Regions from separate parts of the Gossypium hirsutum genome. Here region 2 is linked to region 1. A link is a contact called in public Hi-C data. All regions are on one chromosome and are shown on one strand. The core of a region is the stretch at or near the end of the contact, and the rest is flanking DNA. Distances in the headings are between cores, read along the strand shown.

Region 1 (4,455 bases), core at 625-3,124:
TATTAAAATCTTCGAGCCTCAAAATGTGTGATATTCATTATCTATAAGTTGTTAGTTGTAATATTTTATTTTATTTTAATAAAGTTAAGAAATAATTAAAAATATATTCACTATAATATGCTCTTTCTTCTATCATAAATGTTATGTCTTATTTCCATATCACTAACATCGTTAAAAAATTTCATTCTTCAACCGAGGTGGAATTAGAAAAAATGAAATTCAAATCACAAGATTGGATTGAATTTTTTTAATGAAAAATAATTATTTCAATAAACACAATTTCAAGTTTCATATCAGTTGACTAACAAAAATATTTAATGATACGAGAAAATATTTGGAGTTTTTAGACTCCACAAACAGAATTTAGAGTTAATAGTAAAATATTAAAAAATAAATATTTAAAAAAAAACACACAAATCATTAGTGATTTGAACTAAAATATAACGTTAACAATAATGAAAAGAAAAATGTTTTAGGGTGTAAAAATCCCTCAAAATTAAAAAAAAACAATTAAACTCCTTTTTTTTTGCACTCAATTGGGTACTTGATATTTCAAAATGCATTAAAAAGGAACTCAAACTTAAAAAAAAAAAATTAACCTTTTTTTTTACACTCAATTGAGTACTTGAACTGTCGAAATACATTAAAAAGACCCTCAAAAGTTTTCAAAAAAAAAGAGAGCAATTAAGCCCATATATTTTCTTTTTGCACTCAATTGTCAAAATGCATCAAAAAGGCCATTGACCGTTAAATTTAACTGCCCCTAATTTTTTCAGTTAAAACCACCTCGTATCACAACCACTGTGTCACATGTGACAAAAAAATTATGAAAAATAAAAATTAATAAAAGTGATTAAACTTTAATAAAAATATAAAAAATTATTAAAAATTAGAAATATATATAAATCATAAAAAATATAAAATCTTATAAAAAAATTATAAAATGCATCAGAAAACCCTTTAACCATTAACTTTAATCGTTAACTGTTAAAGTTAATGATCCCTATTTTTTTCAGTTAAAGACATCACATGTCACAATACAACGTAACATATTGCGAAAAAGATAAAAATATTTCTTTTGATATGATAATTTTTATAATTCTTTTACGAATTTTATAATTCTTTACATTTTTTAATCATTTTCTTACGACTTTATAAAATTTTATATATTTTTCTATATTTTATAATTTTTTTTAGAATTTTATAAAATTTTACAATTTTTGTAATCTTTTTCTATTTTTTAATAAAAAATAAATATTTGTTATACTTTTATTAAAATAATAATAGATAAATATTTCTTATATTTTTATTAAAATTTAATAACTTTTATAACTTTTATTGATTTTTATTTTTATCATTTTTTTTGCGACATGTCACGTTGTAGTTGTGACATGTGTGACTTTAACTGAAAAAAAATTAGGAACGGTTTGTTTTAAAAGTCAACCATTAAAGTTAACAATTAAAGGATCTTTTTTATGTATTTTTTGACAATTGAGTGCAAAAAAAAAAAAACAGGGCCTTCATTGCTTTTTTGAAAAAGTTTGAGGGCTTTTTTTATGCATTTTGATAGTTTAAGTATCCAATTGAGTGGAAAAAAAAAAGCAGGGGCTTAATTGCTTTTTTTTTTGAAAAATTTTGAGAGTCTTTTTGATATATTGTGAAAGTTCAAGTATCCAATTGAGTGAAAAAGATATGGACTTAATTACTTTTTTTGAAAAAATTTGAAAACTTTTTATGCCCTTAAACCAAAGAAAAATCAAATTATAATTTCAACATTTATCAAAGGACAAATGGACTATGGTACTACAAGAACCAGGCTGCTGGGCCTGTGGGGGTGGTCCAACACCATATTTTAAGATGGTTCAAGCCTTCAAAAGTTTGCCCACCCCACACCTTTCACCTGGAGAAATGTTCTATGCCTACTTGGGTTTTTTTTGTTCTCTCTTATACAATGTCCAAGTTTCCAGTTGCTTTCCTAATTAAAAGAATATCATGTCAAAAAAATTATATTATTATTATTATTTAAAATTACTCATAGGTTTCTTCAATTATTAAAGTAAAGATATTAACTTTAATGTTTATGCTTTGAAGGGATTCACAAGATTTTAAGTCTTACGTGTCTACCATTTTACCACCAATGTATCTTGAAAGTGAATCGTATTCCATGAATATGATATCTATCTAGTGTAATGTATGGTATATATGACAAAGGTGGAGTGTTGGGGTATTTCAATTGATTGGTAATGTCATTGCTTCAATTTGAAGGATCCGAAGGATATCTATATTAAGATTATATTAAATATACCCAAACCAAAAAATATAAGCCTTGAAACCAAAGTAAAGACAATACTTCAATATTCAAGCAACAGCACACATGTGTTTAGCCTTTAACCCCCAATTGCTCAATAAAAATAAGAGGCAAGACTATATTTAAACCCTCTTAAAAGCCTTTCCTCAACCAATATAGGATTGTCCACATTGCATTACCAATAATTACAAATTTAAATACTTTTAAACATATATATAATTTTAAATTATTTCAATAATAATAATATCAACTGAATTAAAAATCATTACAAATTTAAATACTTTTAAACATATATATAATTTTAAATTATTTCAATAATAATAATATCAACTGAATTAAAAATCATTCAAATATGCATACTTGATTAATTGATTTGGAATATATATTTTTATCTTCTATGTGTAAAATGGGACATAAATTAAACCTTATCATTACCAATTACCATGGCATTCTGATAAATTATTTTACTTTAATTTTATTTTTAAAAAAATCGACTACCTATTACAACAACAATTGGGTTAAATATTTTTATTATTTAATTATTACAGGTGATGCATAATAAACAGTCGATTTTTAAAATGATTATCTTGATGTGAATAAAAGTAACATGTACTGATGTAACTATTTCATGCAATCTTTTAAATTGTTGGTATTTAATATTTTTATTTGATACATATTCGAAAATAGACGCGTATTACTTTCCAAACATATATAGAGAAACATATAAAATTTGAGTATGCTTAGAACATATGGACAGCAGCAAACATAACTTATGTGACACATGATACCCTAATTTCAATCTACATTAATGAGGCTCTTGAAAATTTTGAGGTCTTGTATTCAAGTTTCAGATTTATTTTAATTGAGTTGTCTAAATAGATTTTAGTTTGTGATTTAAGCTCAGTTAATTATTTAATGTTTTATGTATTTAATTATTTTTATGATATTATTCATCTAATTATCTTTTTGTATAATTTTAATTTATTGCGATCAATGATGAGACTTTAAGATTTTAATGATCCAAGTTCAAGTCTCACCTTATTCAAATATATTTCAATTTCACTTATATTTGTATTTATAAACTCTTTAGAAGACCGACTCCAAAAGAAAAAAGAAAAAAGAAAACCCTAATTTTCAATCATAATTAATATGTACTTACATGGGACACTCCCAGCTGTTAGGATAGGGAATTGGTCGTTTGAATTGAACTGTTTTGGTGTTTCCCATGTCTGTGGGACTTAATTGTGTTATCCTGCAAATTTACAAGTGAGTGGACGTAAATGATTTTAAATTAATCAACTATAAATATAAATAAACCAAGATAAAATATATAATATTAAAATTATACATAAAATCAATTCAAACTCTACTTATCAAAGCTTATAAATACCTCTAATTTTCAAACATGCCTCCTTGGTGCCATACACTTGTAAATTATCTTTTATTATTTTCAATTTTTATTACATTTTGTAGTTTAATGCAATGTCCTTTTCATTTTGACTCTTCTTGGCTAGTTTTTCAATATTATTTGCCATCTTGTACCTTTCCAATTAATTTCATCACAGATCATTTGTGAAAATTTAAACCCTAAAAACATCTTCAATACGATGGCCACTGATTCCTCATTAATCCCTTCTCAATGAATGCCACTCAACTATAGATATTAATTTTTTATTTGATTCTTGAACAACTTTTATATTATATATATATTGATTGTTTGATGTGTCCTTTAAGTGAGGAGAATCGGATATTTATAATATACAATTATTGTTTATCGAAATGACGTCTTAGGTAAGCTCCATGCATGTCAACATGTATACTGTTCTAGACTTAACACGTGTTCATCGAACCACTCACTTGATTTCACACCCTTTGCCTACGAACACCCAGGAATATGAGAACCTGGCTCGCGAGCCCTTAATGTCTCTACCTTATGAGGCCCAGGTTCCTCCGTATCTACTCGAGTTGTGGGTTGGTAGTTCGGAGTTATATTCAGGTTTCGGGTTGGTAACAGGAAATACCATAACAATATATATATATATAAAGTTTTGTTAAAAAATCGCCATTAATTTTCTATTAATTAATGATTTAGAAATATAAATAGACTTGGATAAAAAGTAAACCTCATATGATCGGATTTTAACAAA
Region 2 (4,847 bases), core at 1,187-3,686, 120 kb before region 1:
CATCCTTGTTAAACAATGGAAGCGATGATTTTTCGAGACCGACCGCAGCGTAAACGTCCACCCAAGACTTCATGAAATGCATGAACGCCTTCCCGTCGCCGATCACGTGGAAGTAACTAGACCCGATGCAAACGCCGGCGTTCGGGAACACGGTCACTTGGAAGGCAAGTGCAGGGAGCAAGACCACCTGAGTACCGTCTTTCGCCTCCGACAGGGCGGTCCGTAGCTCTGGCGCGAAGGGACGTAACGACTTAACGTCTCGCGGATAATCGGCTATTGCACAGCGGAAATCCGAAGGGGATTCGACGACCGTGAAAGCAACGGAGCTGCCGCCATCTTCGTAACGGATGTAAGGCTTCCCCGGTGACGGAGGGCACACTACGTTGGCCGCGAAGGGGAAAAACTGTTGTAGGGTAAGGGAGAGAGATTGTTTTAACAACGGGAGAATGGTTTCCATGAAATGCAAAGTAGGGTATGGGAATTCATAGAAGAAAAGGCGTTGAACATTGGGAAGTGGAAACCATGGCAGATCGAAGAAAGTGAGAGGAAGAGAGGTAGTGGGAACTGAGCCTGGTGGGGGTGAAACGTGGCTGCTCTCAACAACCTTCAATGGCTTGGTTTCATCCATTTTCTCTTTTTTGATGAATAAAGAAAGGATATAAAAAATTTATAGAGAACAAGAGCTCAAAATATCCAGACAAAGCAAGTTCCAAGTAAAAATAAATGCAAAGAGCTACTACTGTCAACAACTAAGTGAGGCGGTGGCTTTCCCTATTAATATGAAAATTGCAGAAAACTACCACAAGTATTAAAGTAACATATAGGCTTCAATCTAAAATTGTAACTATAAAGTAAATTTACAAAATAACATACTATTTTAAAGTAAAATTTTGTAAGTAGAGGGATGAAGAGTTAGAAATGGTGCCGACTAGATCCTCCCCCAACATGGATCATGACTCCTCACCTGTCCTATTTAAAACTCGATTTTAAGACACACTTCTCGTTTCAATTTGGGTCTCCATCAATATTTTTTGTCTTTTGTTTTTTTTTTTGCTTTAATGTAGCAGGCATGTTATTTCAGTAATTAATTTGATGGAGCATTTTAGATGAGGAAGCATATATTGCAAAAGTAAATGATTTGATGGACCATTTAGAATAATTTCTGTCCCTTAAGGTTCTTCCTTGTTATAATTGCATGGAATAGATGCTGGCACTCAAAGTAGATAAGATTTTAAAGAAGGTACCATATTTTTCATTTCCCTTCCTTGATTTTGGGCCAATCACACTAATTTCTGAAATTAAGTAAATAAACTTTCCGAAATTCACTCTCTTGTTTAAGTGTGTTTAGCAATTGAAGTTCAAAAGGTACTTTTTTTTACTCAAATCATGATTTTAAACTAAAATATTTGGTAAATAAGTAGTTTTTCGAGTCGGGCCAAAAAATCTCATTTGAGGTTTGACCCATTTCAAAAATAGATTTTATTTTTTGCCCAAACTTATTTTTTAGGTATATATTTTTATTTAAATCCTTCAACTTTTCGGGCTGTCTAATAAGAACTCTAATAACTTCTTCACCAAGTTTATTTATATATATAACATCCTCAAAGTAAAGAGGATTTGGTTCAGTGACATGTCGGTTAGGAAAATTAGAGAAGTTTTAGAAATAGATTAAATAGGAATTTTAGAATACAAGTATAGAAAGAAATTGAGCTTATATGCCATTGAGAAAGGCATTATTGATGTCTATCTGGCGAAGTAACCACTTATGAGTTACAGCAATATAAGTTCGCGCTACTGGAATATAAGTATCTTGATTTTAGCATATCCTCGCACTTGTAACGATCTACTGAATCATCTGCTTTCATTTTTTATTTTGAACAACCAACGACATCCAACAGGTGTTCGACTCTCTAGCAAAGGGACTAAACTCTAGGTATGATTGTTATGCAAAGCAATCAACTCATCGTGAACTGCTTCCTGCCACTTGGGACACCTCATTACAGCATGAATATCTGCAAGCAACAAAGAAGAGGACATATTAGTAACATTATAGGACTGAATTTTGGGTCATGGGATGAATATTAACAAATGGACAAGGAGAGAGATCCTGCTGAACAACATCAGAAGGAAAATCAGTAAAAGATGCAACAAAAAGTAGCTGTAAATTGTTAACAGAAGACTTATCGAGAACAATTATAGCAGGTGCCAACATAATCAGAAACATCATCATGAGCAAGTGCTACAGGAGAGGGAGTAGAAGATGTAACATCAGGAGATATAGGAGTTGAATGTGGCTGAATATCTGAATGTAAATCACTGTTGAGTGAAGAACTAATTGCTTAATGCCGAACTGACCATATTGCAGCTCCAAAGCTCATATACCACACTGAATTTAAGATTTAGTTACTTAAATAATGATCATACATTGTTATTGTTTTTATTTAAATGGCAAAAAATAATTATTTAAAAGAAAAAAATAGTACATCAGAAATTTACAAAAATTATTGCTACTAATATGGTACATGTAACACTTGCGGCAAAATTAAAAGGTAGTTTGCGCATAATGAAGTTGCAGATGGTATAATTTTATGAGTTTATATGTTTGACGATAACAGCTTTTCGCATGTTTAAGTGCTCTTTTGATGTAACCGCAATTTTAATTTAATAATATAAACGTCAATTTTTTTTTATTTCCAATACGCAAAAACCACCTGAAAAATGACGGCAACGGGAACTCCACCCCCACCCCCGTCGTCCAAACCCGAAGACGACCCGGACCTATCAAACCGGTCCGCCGTGATCCCGAACCAAACTCTCCCCTTCACCACTCATCGGAAAAAAGGGACCAGTATCCGATCATGGCTTTTACTTGACTCGACGGCCCACACCTTTAGGTTGGAGGCCGGAAAGCATTCTATCATGAGACGCACGGGTTTACCCGGTCGAGATCTTCGGATCTTGGACCCGCTTCTTTCGTACCCGTCGACGGTTCTGGGTCGAGAACGGGCCATTGTGATTAACTTGGAGCACATAAAGGCAATCATTACGGCTCAAGAGGTTTTGCTGTTGAATTCCAAGGATCCTTCCGTTACACCGTTTGTTGATGAGTTGCAGAGGCGGATTTTGTTGCATTATCAAGCAAACCAATCCAAGGTTTTTTTTTTTTTTTTAAAATTTCGGTTTTTAGCTTTTCATTTATTTTTGTTGCCTACCACATCGTCATACAAGGGGCAATAGTCCAAAACGTATCAAGTGCACGAAAGTGGTTGTGTCGACCCAATTCAAGAAGATATTTTCATTTTGTGAATCTTGTTTTTAGTTCGGGTTTTGACAAAGTCGAGAAATAAATCTTGGTTTGATTCGAGGACAACATTGATCAAAATCTATTAATATTGATGTACATACTACCACATGGTCAGGTCATACGGTAATAGTTTAAAACCTATTAAATGAGTGACACACACATCCCTTTAACAAGTGATTATGTGTTGACTCAATCGATAAGATATTCTCACTTTGTTACTTTATTTACTTGTTTTTACTTATTCAAATTTATACGATCAAATTCAGTTAAATAAACAAGAAAATGAAACAAACGATGTATTGATTAAAAAGAGGGTGTTTTTGGATTTGGGAGTAGGAGGGTACTATTGATGATACCAACTGCATAATAAGAATTACATCACAAAATCTGTTACCAAAGAATTCACAGCTCCAAAGCCTAAGTGAGGAAGGCAGGGGAGAAGAGAAACAGGGTCTTGAGACTCAAGAAGGCACTAAGACTCTCCCCTTTGAGTTTGTTGCATTGGAGGCCTGCCTTGAAGCTGCTTGTGGCTGCTTAGAATCTGAGGTCACCTTTCTTCCTCTCTATTTTTTTTTTTTTTGCATCTTTTCTACGTCTAAGAGAGCGAATCTTGTCATTAAGTTTTGGGGATTTTAGTTAAACTTTTATAAATTTTGGGAGCTTAACTAGAATTTCCAAAAAGAATTTTGAGAAGTCTAATTAAAAAAATTTAAAAGAATTTAATAAGAATTTCTAAAAAAAATTGATGGGTCTAATTCTAAATTTCAAATTTTTTAATGAATTTAATGGCAATTTTCCAAATTTCTAGGGGTCAAGACCTTTGGTTGCATAATATTGGAATTCAAGTTTTCAACTTCTTCGATATTACTTCTTAAACATAGTAGCTTGAATCAACTAAGTTAAATTTCAAATTTTTGGTATCGTATTGTTTTATTCATTATGCTTGTTTTCGGTCTAACTTTGGTTATAGTTATTTTACTATGTTAAAATTTGAAAATTTATCCATTTACTTTAAATTAGCATATCTTGATACCTATTTTTTATAATGTTACTAGTAGGTCCAAATTAATAATACTGTTAATTGTTGTTGTTAAAGTGATGAGACAAATTTTCTTTTAAATAGCCTTCAACATTCTGCTAAAATTGGTTGACCGGATTTTCATGTGACCTTAATTGTATGAGCATGTGCTATCAATTTGGATATGTTATTGACATTATAAAGTAGAGGGACTAAATTATGTTGAATTAAAAAAATATGGATAAATCTCAAATTTTAACATAGTAGAAGGATTATAATCATGATTAGACCTTTTTCGTTTTCAATTGCCAAAGCAGACAAGAACATTGGAGCAAGAGGCCCATCCAGCTTTGGATAGATTGACCTCAAAGATTAGCACTCTCAATTTAGAGCGTGTTCGCCAAATAAAAAGCAGGCTGGTTGCAATAACTGGCCGAGTTCAGAAGGTTAGGTCAAAATCTGCTGATAGTCCCTGGACTTTGACAATGTTTGGGATTTAGTCCTTTTACTTAAAAAAGTTAAAAT

What was found. A called contact is a pair of places that touch in the nucleus more often than the background predicts.
Region 2: a Hi-C map of leaf shows a contact between it and region 1, with 4 times the contacts expected there. The contact joins the promoter of LOC121225693 here to the enhancer-like site in region 1. A contact is called at or near these places in 8 of 34 Hi-C or Micro-C datasets (hypocotyl and leaf).

The regions. Positions count from the first base shown.
Region 1 is chrD13:5,505,515-5,509,969 of Gossypium_hirsutum_v2.1, reverse strand. No RefSeq gene overlaps it. Among protein-coding and RNA genes, the nearest start is that of LOC121225481, 28 kb to the left of the region's middle. Within about 2 kb of position 1,874, at least 2 of the 9 cell types and tissues checked have an H3K27ac peak or open chromatin away from gene starts, as enhancers often do. A contact at or near this core is called in leaf, where this site is marked.
Region 2 is chrD13:5,621,610-5,626,456 of Gossypium_hirsutum_v2.1, reverse strand. It overlaps LOC121225693 (magnesium transporter MRS2-3), which reads left to right and starts at 2,436. Exons shown (of 6, transcript XM_041110099.1): 1 at 2,436-3,153; 2 at 3,641-3,850; 3 at 4,640-4,768. The coding sequence starts at 2,719. It overlaps LOC121225483 (coumaroyl-CoA:anthocyanidin 3-O-glucoside-6''-O-coumaroyltransferase 1), which reads right to left and starts at 628. Exons shown (of 1, transcript XM_041109798.1): 1 at 1-628. The coding sequence starts at 628.